Linked DNA regions of Sus scrofa: region 1 is linked to region 2. A link is a contact called in public HiChIP or PLAC-seq data. All regions are on one chromosome and are shown on one strand. Each heading gives the region's core, a stretch centred on a gene start, on an enhancer-like site or on the middle of the called end of the contact. The rest is flanking DNA. Distances are from core to core; before and after follow the strand shown. Region 1 overlaps PDE7A (high affinity cAMP-specific 3',5'-cyclic phosphodiesterase 7A). Region 2 has its middle 26 kb from the start of DNAJC5B.

The links. HiChIP or PLAC-seq counts read pairs in DNA pulled down with a chosen protein or histone mark.
Region 1: a contact with region 2 is called in an H3K27ac HiChIP or PLAC-seq map of alveolar macrophages. The contact joins two enhancer-like sites. A contact is called at or near these places in 2 of 47 Hi-C or Micro-C datasets (alveolar macrophages and embryonic fibroblasts) and 1 of 2 datasets of contacts at active chromatin or transcription factors (alveolar macrophages).

The regions. Positions count from the first base shown.
Region 1 is chr4:68,872,589-68,877,785 of Sscrofa11.1, reverse strand. It overlaps PDE7A (high affinity cAMP-specific 3',5'-cyclic phosphodiesterase 7A), which reads right to left. Exons shown (of 13, transcript XM_021089289.1): 5 at 3,818-3,881. Among named protein-coding and RNA genes, the nearest start is that of MTFR1, 95 kb to the left of the region's middle. Within about 2 kb of position 2,110, at least 8 of the 83 cell types and tissues checked have an H3K27ac peak or open chromatin away from gene starts, as enhancers often do. A contact at or near this core is called in alveolar macrophages, where this site is marked.
Region 2 is chr4:68,664,863-68,670,202 of Sscrofa11.1, reverse strand. No RefSeq gene overlaps it. Among named protein-coding and RNA genes, the nearest start is that of DNAJC5B, 26 kb to the right of the region's middle. Within about 2 kb of position 2,137, at least 2 of the 83 cell types and tissues checked have an H3K27ac peak or open chromatin away from gene starts, as enhancers often do. A contact at or near this core is called in alveolar macrophages, where this site is marked.

The sequences.
Region 1 (5,197 bases), core at 861-3,360, 210 kb before region 2:
GTTCTTAAAAAATGGGCAGAGGATCTGAACAGACATTTTTCCAAAGAAGATATACAGATGGCCAAGAGGTACAAGAAAAGCTGCTCAGTATCAGTAATCACCAGATAAATGCAAATTAAAACCACAAGATAATCACCTCACACCTGTCAGAATGGCTGCTGCAGACAAGGATGTGAAGAAAACTGAAGCCGCTATGGAAAACAATGGAGGTTCCTCAAAAAATTTAAAGTAGAACTACCATATGATCCAGCAATCCCACTTTTGGATATTATCTGAGGGAAATGGAATCATATCTCAAAGAGATACCTGCACCCTCATGTTCACTGAAGCATTATTTACAATAGTCAAGACATGGAATCAACCTAAGGGCACATTGATAGATGAATGGATAAAGAAAACTTGGTATATAGACAAAGGAATACTACTTAGCCATAAATAGGAAAGAAATCTTGCCATATGCAACAACACAGATGGAGTTTGAGGTAACTGAAAGACAAATGCTGTATGATTTCACTTATGTGGAATCTAAAATGACGACAGCAAAATCTCAAGCTCACTGAGAACGGACTGGTGGTTGCCATTGGTGGGGATTGTGGGAGTGGACAAAATAGGGGAAGCTGATCAAAAGGCACAAACTTGCAGTTGTAAATAATTAGGTCCTAGGGATATGATTTACAGCATGGTGACTATGGCTAATAATACAGATATTTCAGAATATATATTCAAGAAACCATCTGGTTTTCAAAAAATGGGCAAATGATCTGAATAAACACTTTTCCATACTGCACATCTGAATGTTGCTAAGAGAGTAAGTCTTGAAAATTCTCATCACAGTAAAAAAAAATTTGTAACTACATATGGTGACAGATGTTAAGTAGACTCACTGTGGTGATTATTTTTGTGGTATATACAAATAGCAAATCATAGTAACATTGTATACCAGAAGCTAATACAATGTTCTAAGTCAACTGTACCTCAATTAAAAAGAAAAGAATATTCATTCTATTTAGGTAACACAGGGCTCTCCCCCCATTTTTTCCCAAGCCTAATGAAATAAATTATCAAAGAAATGTTAATGTCTTCCACCAAGGACCTTAAAGGAATCTGACAGAACCAATCCATCAAGTGTACCACCCACAGCAAAATCAAAGTCTGCATATGCAACATTTTTTCTCATTTTCAGTTCCTAAGATACCAACTGGCTTAATACCAGTGAATAAGAACACAAGTCAACAGAACATTTCAAAGCAAGGGATGCTCAGTTGGTTCACTAAACAAGAAATGGGCACAGAATAACTTATTTTACATGAAAATGGAAACAAATACCTTCTTGGAAAAGAAAACTGTACTTCTAGAAAAGCGATCCTATGTAGAGGTATGTCAAAGGACAGAGCTGTCCAAGGTGTTATGGCCCTTGACAGTTTTTAGGATGTGATTCTAGATGGGAGCTGGCAGGATTAGGCTATGGCCATAACACCTGCCTGGCAACGAGGGTCCTCACAGCCAGGGAGCTCTCAGTGGGGACGAGCTATATCTTGCTATCTCATGTAACAACTCATTCCTGCAAAAGGAAGATCAAATGTGTCTGGCCAGAGAGAAGTCCTTGCAGGGGGCCAGCTGGGAGCCATTGTCTTGGTGGGAATCATCGAACTTTGCTTCTTCCCTGTCCTCTCCACAATGGCATTTGGGAAAATCACCAGAATAAAACATAAAGAACACATGGGATCAACAAGCAAGAAGGGAAAATTACAAACTTGGATACTATGTACAGATATCATCCAGAATTCATTTCAGGCTAAGCAGCTTTGAATAAAAGCAATTCAAATTCAATAATGAAAATTTAAGGAATTTTCTTCTGCCCATTTGTTTCTCAAAGTGAGTCAAGGAAAGAAAAGAGCTAAATTAACGCAGACCATTGCTATGACTCCTGCCCATCCTACACTGTCACCCTTGCTCCACTTTCATTGCCACACCCCCAACTAGCAGGATACATTCTTTTTAAAAATAAAATCTAGAGAAGAACAATCAACTATTTCAGTGAGTGACAAGTGTCCCAAGCAACTAAGAATAGGCCATGAGCTGTTGGTGTTTACATGAGGCTAACTAGACCTTGAAGGTGTTAAGGGCGGCACTCTTATCTATATTTATCTTGAGATAATGACTAAAGCAATATTTGTATTGCATTAGGAAAAGGGAGTTTCCCAGATCTAAAAAGAAGCTGAGGCACCTATATTTTCAAAAGGGGGAGGCTGTAGGACAGGACAGCTGTGTAAATGATACCAGAGCCCTTTCTGTGGGGACAGGCCAGAGTGGAAGCGGGGGCAGACAGAGTCACCAGAGGCCAAAGGAGAGTGGGGGGTGGTGGTAAGGAAGAGAAAAGAGGAAACACGAAAAGGCAGGGCAGCAGGAGGGAGGGAGGCCCTGCTGAGGAGGTGGACTTCACTGTCTTTCCACCTGTGCCCGAGTCAGTCCAGTTTGTTATCGGTCAGCAGCACACAGGCAAAGAGGTGATCAGAAAGGTGTTCTCACTAGGCCTGGCCACACAGCTCAAAGGGAATAAGGCAGTGAGGCTAAAAAGCTAGACCCACACTGATCCCCAAGATGAAAAATGTTGAGGAGTTCCCGTCGTGGCACAGTGGTTAACGAACCCAACCAGGAACCATGAAGTTGCAGGTTCAATCCCTGGCCTCGCTCAGTGGGTTAAGGATCCGGCATTGCAGTGAGCTATGGTGTAGGTCACAGATGCGGCTCAGATCCCATGTTGCTGTGGCTGTGGTGTAGGCCGGTGGCGACAGCTCCAATTCGACCCCTAGCCTGGGAACCTCCATATGCCGCTGGTGGTGTGGCCCTAGAAAAGACAAAAAAAAAAAAAAAAAAAGAAAAATGAAAAATGTTGAATTTGCTTGTCCATTTCCCCTACCTGGCTTCCTTATAAAGGGAGCTTTATTTCAAAGTAAAATAAGAAAAAACAGGTGATTTCAAAGTAGAACAGTGAATCACACATATATTTCATTCTCAGCAATCAGAACTGACTTCCTCTCAGTGAACTTCCACTCTGCTTTCTTTATTTAAAAGGTATCAAGGCAAAAGGGGCAACATCTAGTTGGACTAAAGTATCACCAACATTTTACGCCTAAAACTTTACCCTAAATAAAAAATAATTCCCAAAGGGAAATCCATTCCTGTTCCCAGAGAGAAAAATACTTCCTGAAAAGCAAAACAAAACTCAGAGAGGGAAACAGTTCAGAGTCACCTGTTTTCAAACTGCTCACACTTTGTATAGAGTCTGATCCACCCCCTAAAGAAGCCACAAGCTCTTGCCCACACCACCATGGAGAAGCAGAGCCAGAAGTAACCACTGTTGCTGATTATAACGCACCATCTCTCTCTCTTGAGTGTGCAGAGAAAGAAAAGCCTGGGAACCACAGAGCTAGAAGAAAGACCATCTCGCAAAACTTCATTCCTCCACAACGTATCTGGGCTATCCAAACTGGAATACATGATCAGAGGATGCCACTCTAAGTGGCTACAGTCCAAAAGAAACCAAAAAAGGAAAAATCAGGAACAATGCGATCGTAATGTTCACTTTGGGTTTATTAATAACAGGAGCACTAATTAGGAACAGCCAAGGGATGGTGATAGTAAGTTTGATTACTGCTGAGACTAATAATCAAAAAATGCAGTTAACAAAATGATGCTCCCTCTGCCAGCAGAGGGCTCCTAACCTAAGTAACGGAAAGCAGCAACCTAGGAGCAGCTGTACCATCAAGGCAGCAATTGAGGGAATGCATGAGAGGAAGTCAAATTCTTCACTTACCATTTGTTAGTCTATCAAATAGAAAGATATCAAAATTCCAATTTCCAACTTTTTCCAGCATACACTGAAATGAAAACCAAACATTCCTCCTGTAATTTAATTTTAGTAACATTCTCTTGTCTTTTCTAGACAGTCCAAGGGAAGTTAATGAAAATGGAAAGCGGTTGATTTACTTCAAGAAATGCAAATTATCACCCTTTTAATCATGATCTTTCCAAATGGCTCCAAAATATGTCTAAACGGATAAACTGCTTCTGAAAAGCCAATGATTATTTTGTTTTTCAATTAATACATGTATAGGTAAAGTGAGCTAAGCGTTTCTTTCAACTTATTCCTATACTCTCATGAACTGTCATGAGCTCTAACTTAACATCACAGAAGTGTGGTTCATACACTGCATGGTCGAGACTTTGAAAATCGAAAGTTACAGCAGCTGAAGACTTACGATGTTCTGGGTACTGCTCAAAGCGCTTTTTACTCTCTCTTACTACTGATACCCTCCCTATCACGTAAGCATTGTTTTCAGTCCTCATTCATAGATGGGGAAAGAGGCAAAAAGCAACTCACTTGCTCAGCGAGAAAGTAGCAGAGCTGGGATCTTAAGTCAGGTCTGATTCTGGAACCTGGACATCGACATCTATACTATACCATGCTTACATTATTTGTGATTCGTTTTCTTAAAACACATTCCCAATTTATGGGTATTTATTTATACTCTTTAAATATCCTTATAAAATGGTTAATTGCATTTGTGACATTAATTTTTAGGTGGATGTGTATTTCAGCCAAGCAAGTAAATCTCACAATGACCTTAAGACTCAAATGGCTATTTTTATATCATATATTTGTAACCTGAAATTTTTGTGGGCTTTATTTTCAAGAAAAAAAATTATTTTATATTTAAAAGTTCACAGTTGTATACATTTATGACTAAACAATACTAAGATCTTACTAGTACAGATTATGATGACACTAATAACCAATCATACACAGGACAACATTCTCATTCTAAAAAGCAGAAATTGTAACTTTTTAAAATTTAAAGAAAGCATGAGCATTTTCCCACTGCTTTGTTTTCTGTAAACAGAGAAGCACATTTTCTCACTTTAGTGTGATTGCAGAGTGGCCCTGGCCCTACCTACACAAACTTACAGCATCTGGTTGTAAATGCTCAGTCAAAGAATACTTTCACACACATCAGAAACCTAAGATTATTAATGATGTTCATTTGGTCAAAAAACAAGCTTAGCTAATCCCCACCTTCTTTAACATATTTCTTGTAAACTACATAAAGGAGATAAAACTCACAATCACCAGATTTAATTTTTTTAAAATCTAAATCCTCAAAATATCTCACTGATAAAAGAGAATATGAAATAG
Region 2 (5,340 bases), core at 888-3,387:
AAAAGGAACCTTCCTATACTGCTGGTATAAATGTAAATTGGCATAGCCACTATAGAAAAAAGTATGGAAAAAACTAAAATTAGAGTTACGATATGATCCAGCAATCCTACTCCGAGGTATATATCAGAACAATACTATAATTCAAAAAGATGCATGTTCACAATCTTGTAAATTGAAGTATACTTCAATAAAACTTAAAAAAAATACATGCAGCCCCATGTTCACAGCAGCATTATTTAAAACAGCCAAGGCATAGAAATAACCTAAACGTCTATCAACAGCCGAATGTGGTACAAACATACAATGGAATACTATTCAGCCAAAAAAAGAATAAAATAATGCCATTTGTAGCAACATGGATGGACCTAGACATTATCATATTAAGTGAAGTGAGTCAGAAAGTCAAATACCATATGATATCACTTTCATGTGGAATCTGTATGATATACATGAATCAATCTACAAAACAGAAACAGACTACAGACTCATAGACACAGAGAACAGACTTGTGGTTGGCAAGATTGGGAGGAGGGATGGACTAGGAGTTTGGAATTAGCAGATGCAAAAAAATTATATAGAGAATGGATAAACAACAAGGTCCCACCATATAGCACAGGGAACTATATGATAAACCATAATGGAAAAGAATATGAAAAAATGCATATATGTATTTATGTATAATAATCACTTTGCTGTACAGCAGAAATTAACACAACATTGTAAATCAACTATACGTCAATAATTTTTTTTTTTTTTCTGTCTTTTTGCTATTTCTTGGGCCGCTCCTGTGGCATATGGAGGTTCCCAGGCTAGGGGTCGAATCGGAGCTGCAGCCACTGGCCTACGCCAGAGCCACAGCAATGCGGGATCCGAGCCGCGTCTGCAACCTACACCACAGCTCACGACAACGCCGGATCGTTAACCCACTGAGCAAGGACAGGGATCGAACCCGCAACCTCATGGTTCCTAGTCGGATTCGTTAATCACTGCGTCACGACGGGAACTCCAATAAATTTTTTTAAAAGCTTGAATTTTCCGGGAAACTTCAAAGATGAACATAAAAATACACAACAAAGACAGAATGGTTGAAATACTTCCTGTATCCCTGAGACATCTGTAACAAAAAGTCCTAAAATTTCACCATAAAGAGACACAACATTATCACTCTCAGCAAAGACAATCTACACATAAATTTCTAAAGTATAAGAAGAGCTTTGATCACCTAAGAGGTGGTGTGATTGTGTAAAAAAAGGTATGAGCTTTGTAGTAATTGACCAGGTTTAAATTCTGTTCCCTCACTTAGTAGCTGTATAACTTTAGGCTTTCCATGAAGCCTATCTTATCTATCTGTAATTTGGGTTCCAGACTATCTCATAAATTTATTGTTGATTAACTTGCATAATTAATAAGTGCTTATTATTAGAAACCAGAAACCAGGCTGGGTGCTGGATATTCAATACTACAAAGTTTTCCCTTGAGGATTTCCTTGTCTAGGAGTAGAGATATTTGGATAAATAAAATAATTGCAATACACTGTGATACCTGCCTTAATACCGGTAAGTTCAAGGTAGCATAAAGGAGAACATGATCAGTTCATGTGGGACAATCAAGGAAGGCTTTGAAGAAGAGATAAGGTTTCAGCATCATCTAATGTTTAATAGAAGAGCAGGGGTAGGGAATAGAAAGACACTAAATGCAAACACAGCAGAATGCTCAATGGCATGATGTGAAAAACTTAGAAACTCCAAGAGTTTAGGAAGCATCAAGTGGCTCAGCATGTGATATATTTAAGAATTAAGAGATAACTGGTGACCATGTGGATGAGAAGGCTTAGCAAAGGGAAAGAGGATACCCAGATTTCTGCACTGGGTGGCTCATCTGATCTCACACTGAGGAGGGACATTAAGAAAGAATGATGAAGATAAAGGGGTAACTTTGGGACAAGCTGACTACGAGGATTCTGGAAATGTCTAGAAGAAATATCTTGTAAGCTGTTTCATGTACTTGTCTGGTGCTCAGAAGAGAGAAGTGACCTGGAGATTCAGGTTTGGAACCCAGAGACTCATTTGTAAGATCAGATGAGCACTTTGGAACTCTTCTCCCACACAGACTGGCCACAAGCAAATGAGGAAGTCTTAGTCGTGAGGGTGGGGCCCAAGGGGGATCTGTGCCTCAATTCAGAGTCTTGCGGGGAGGAGTAGTTTGCTTGGGAAGCCCCGTGGTTCATCTTTAGAGCAAAATTGCCATTAAGGAAAATCTGCGAAAACCCCAAAAGTATTGTCAGAATTATTCAGGTTATTTGCTTACATTTCTTTAACATTTTGAATGAACACATAGACCATACTAATATCCCCTAAACCTCACCTCTTTCCCATTTATGTCCTCTCATCACAAACTGCTCCTCCAAGCCTCATACATGTCTTAAAAAGTCCTCCCCCATGCCCCCGCAGGGTCCCACATATCCTGTTCCTATCTCTCTCCCACTTCCTCCTTATTCTACATCAAAAATCCCCAAAGATGAGTCTGGTAAGGCAAGAAGAGGTTTCTTTGGGGGGTGAGGGAGGAGAAGAAATGAAACCTGCAGAGTCAGGATCTTTTAAAGGTCAGAAGGAGAAAGGTTGGAAGGACTCATACATTAATAATTTTGTTTTTGTTACAGTAGACTCAGAAGCCATGCTAATCATCTAAATAAGTCATACATGCAGAGGCTTAGCAGAGAGCAGGGATCCTTTCTAGGGTGTAGGAGGAAACCAGACAAGAGAAGAAGGTTCTAAGTGGTGGATGAAAGATGTTGCCTAGAGAAATTCCCTGGGCTGCAGGAAACTGCTTCAGCAACTTGTATAGGTTCTAGTGAGTTATGGCTCTGGGAGAAAGGAGCCATTAAAGGCCTTGGTAAGCTCTGGACATCACTGGAAGAGGTATAGAGTGAGAAGAAAAGAAGGACAGAAGCTTAGGGAACAGGTCAAAGGAGAAAGTCAATGAAGGATTCAGATGAGAATATGTCAGGACATGGAAAAGAACCAAGAGTGTGTGGTGTCCCGGAAACTAGGAAGTATGTTTTGAGGAGACAGTGTCAAGTGTCCCATAATCATCAAGTGTGATAAGGAATGGAAAGTATCCACTGGATTTGGCAATTGAGAGGTCAGTGGTAATCTTAGCAAAACCATCTTTAGTGAAATGGTGGAGGCAAAAGGCAAATTGCAGTGTGTTCACAGAGAGCGAAAGATGAGAAACTTGAAAAACATGAGGACAACTATCTTGGGAAGTCTGTCTGAGGACAGGAAGGAAGACCACAGCCAGAGGAGTTTTCCCCCCGCCTTCCCCTCTTTCCCACTCCCTCCCTTCTTTCCTGACAGATGAGATTTGAACCTCTTGGGTAGGATTTTATGAAAAAGAATCTAAAAGTCCAGAAAGGAAATGATAGAGGAGGGGTGTATATGGGGAGGAATAGATGGAGGGATTCACCCAGAATAAAAGAAGGAATACCCTTTCTTCTGAGAGTGGAGGAAGGAAGGAGAGTGGCAGATACAGGAAGGTTTAAGTGGGAAAGCAGGTGGTGACTGCCCTGAAGTTGAGGGCATTTCTGTCTGCTAGCCTCAAGTTCTCTGTAAAGGAGTTGGCAAGGTCATCTACTGAGAGTGAGGTAAGGAGGCAGGAGTTGGGTAGAGGGACATAGCAAGGGTTTGGAACAGTGACAGTAGAGAGTGGGAGAGAGGGGACAAGATAAATGGCACAGGGCTCAAGTGCATGGGACCATATGGTGGAGATAGCTAGTGTATTTGAGACTTACAGTATATTTTCCTCCAGCTGCACCTGGATAAGGGGCAGAGATGCTATCGTGAGATGTATTCAGGGAAAGCAGGTTGAGGCAGGTGAGGCATTCAATAAATATCTGCTCCCCCACTAGGAAGCCTAGGTTGGCTAGAAAAACATGCAGCTGTGACCTTCCAATGGGGAAAAATATTTTTATTTGGTAACTTTAATTTCAAGGCCATGAAGGTCTTCTAAAATTGTTGGTTTCAAGTTTGGACAGATAAACTGTAATATCAGGTAGTGCCACCTGGGTATTAGACCTAGGGTTGTGATTGCCCTTATCATGAGAACACAAAAAGGATAATCAATTCCTTTTTTGTCCTACTCAATCACTGGAGACAAAAGAATTCCAACAGACCAAATCCTCTTGCCCTTGCAGAAATGGTCAAATTCTAGGAAGTAGAAGGACAGTGACTTTTCGGGCAAATGCTCACAAAGTATCCACACACAAGACCATTCTTTGAAATTACTGCACAAAGGCAAAAAATACTTCTTTTTCATAAAAGAGATCTGAACTCAGATGAGGAGGGGTAAACATAAAAGAGCAAGAGCCAGACTCAACAAATTTGCCCTCTTTTACCTGGCAAAGAAAGGGGATGAAACTTCTAGTAGATAGAAGTCAAAGCAGGAGCAGGACATGGGGATGAATCAGATACACTGAGAAGGTGTTGAAAGGATTTAAAAGTAAGGCTGAGGCTTCCTAGAAGAAGAGGAAGAAGAAGAAATTCTACTTGCAGAGAGCAGCTTCACTCTATGCCTCAAGCCCGTCCCTATGGCTTTCCAACTTTCTTAGCTTCTGAAATCAGGTAAACCAGTTGCAACAAATCTCTCTTTTTAATTGTAGTATAGTTAATTTATAATATTATATTAAACCCACCGCCTAAATGAATTAGAAAAAGAAGAACAAACAAAACCTAAGGTCAGCAGAAGGAAGGGAATCATAAAGATCAGAGAGGAAATCAATAAAATAGAGATTCAAAAAACAATAGAAAAAAAATCAATAAAACCCAAGAGCTGGTTCTTTGAAAAGGTAAACAAAATTGACAAACCTCTGGCCTGACTCACCAAGAAGAGGAGAGAAAAAACCCAAATCAACAAAATAAGAAATGAAAAAGGAGAAATCACAATGGATACTGCAGAAATACAAAAATCCATAAGAGAATACTATGAACAATTGTATGCCAACACATTTGACAACCTAGAAGAAATGAACGACTTTCTAAAGATTTACAGCCTGCCAAAACTGAATAAGAAGAAATATATCAACTGAACAGACTGATCACTAGAAATGAAATTGAATATGTCACAAAAACATTCCCTACAAATAAAAGTCCAGGACCAGATGGCTTCACAGGAGAATTCTACCAAACATACAAAAAGGAACTTATACCCATCCTCGTTAAACTTTTCCAAAAGGCTGAAGAAGGAACACTCCCAAAGACATTCTATGATGCCACCATCACCCTAATTCCAAAACCAGACAAAGATTCCACAAAAAAAGAAAACTACACCCAATATCTTTGATGA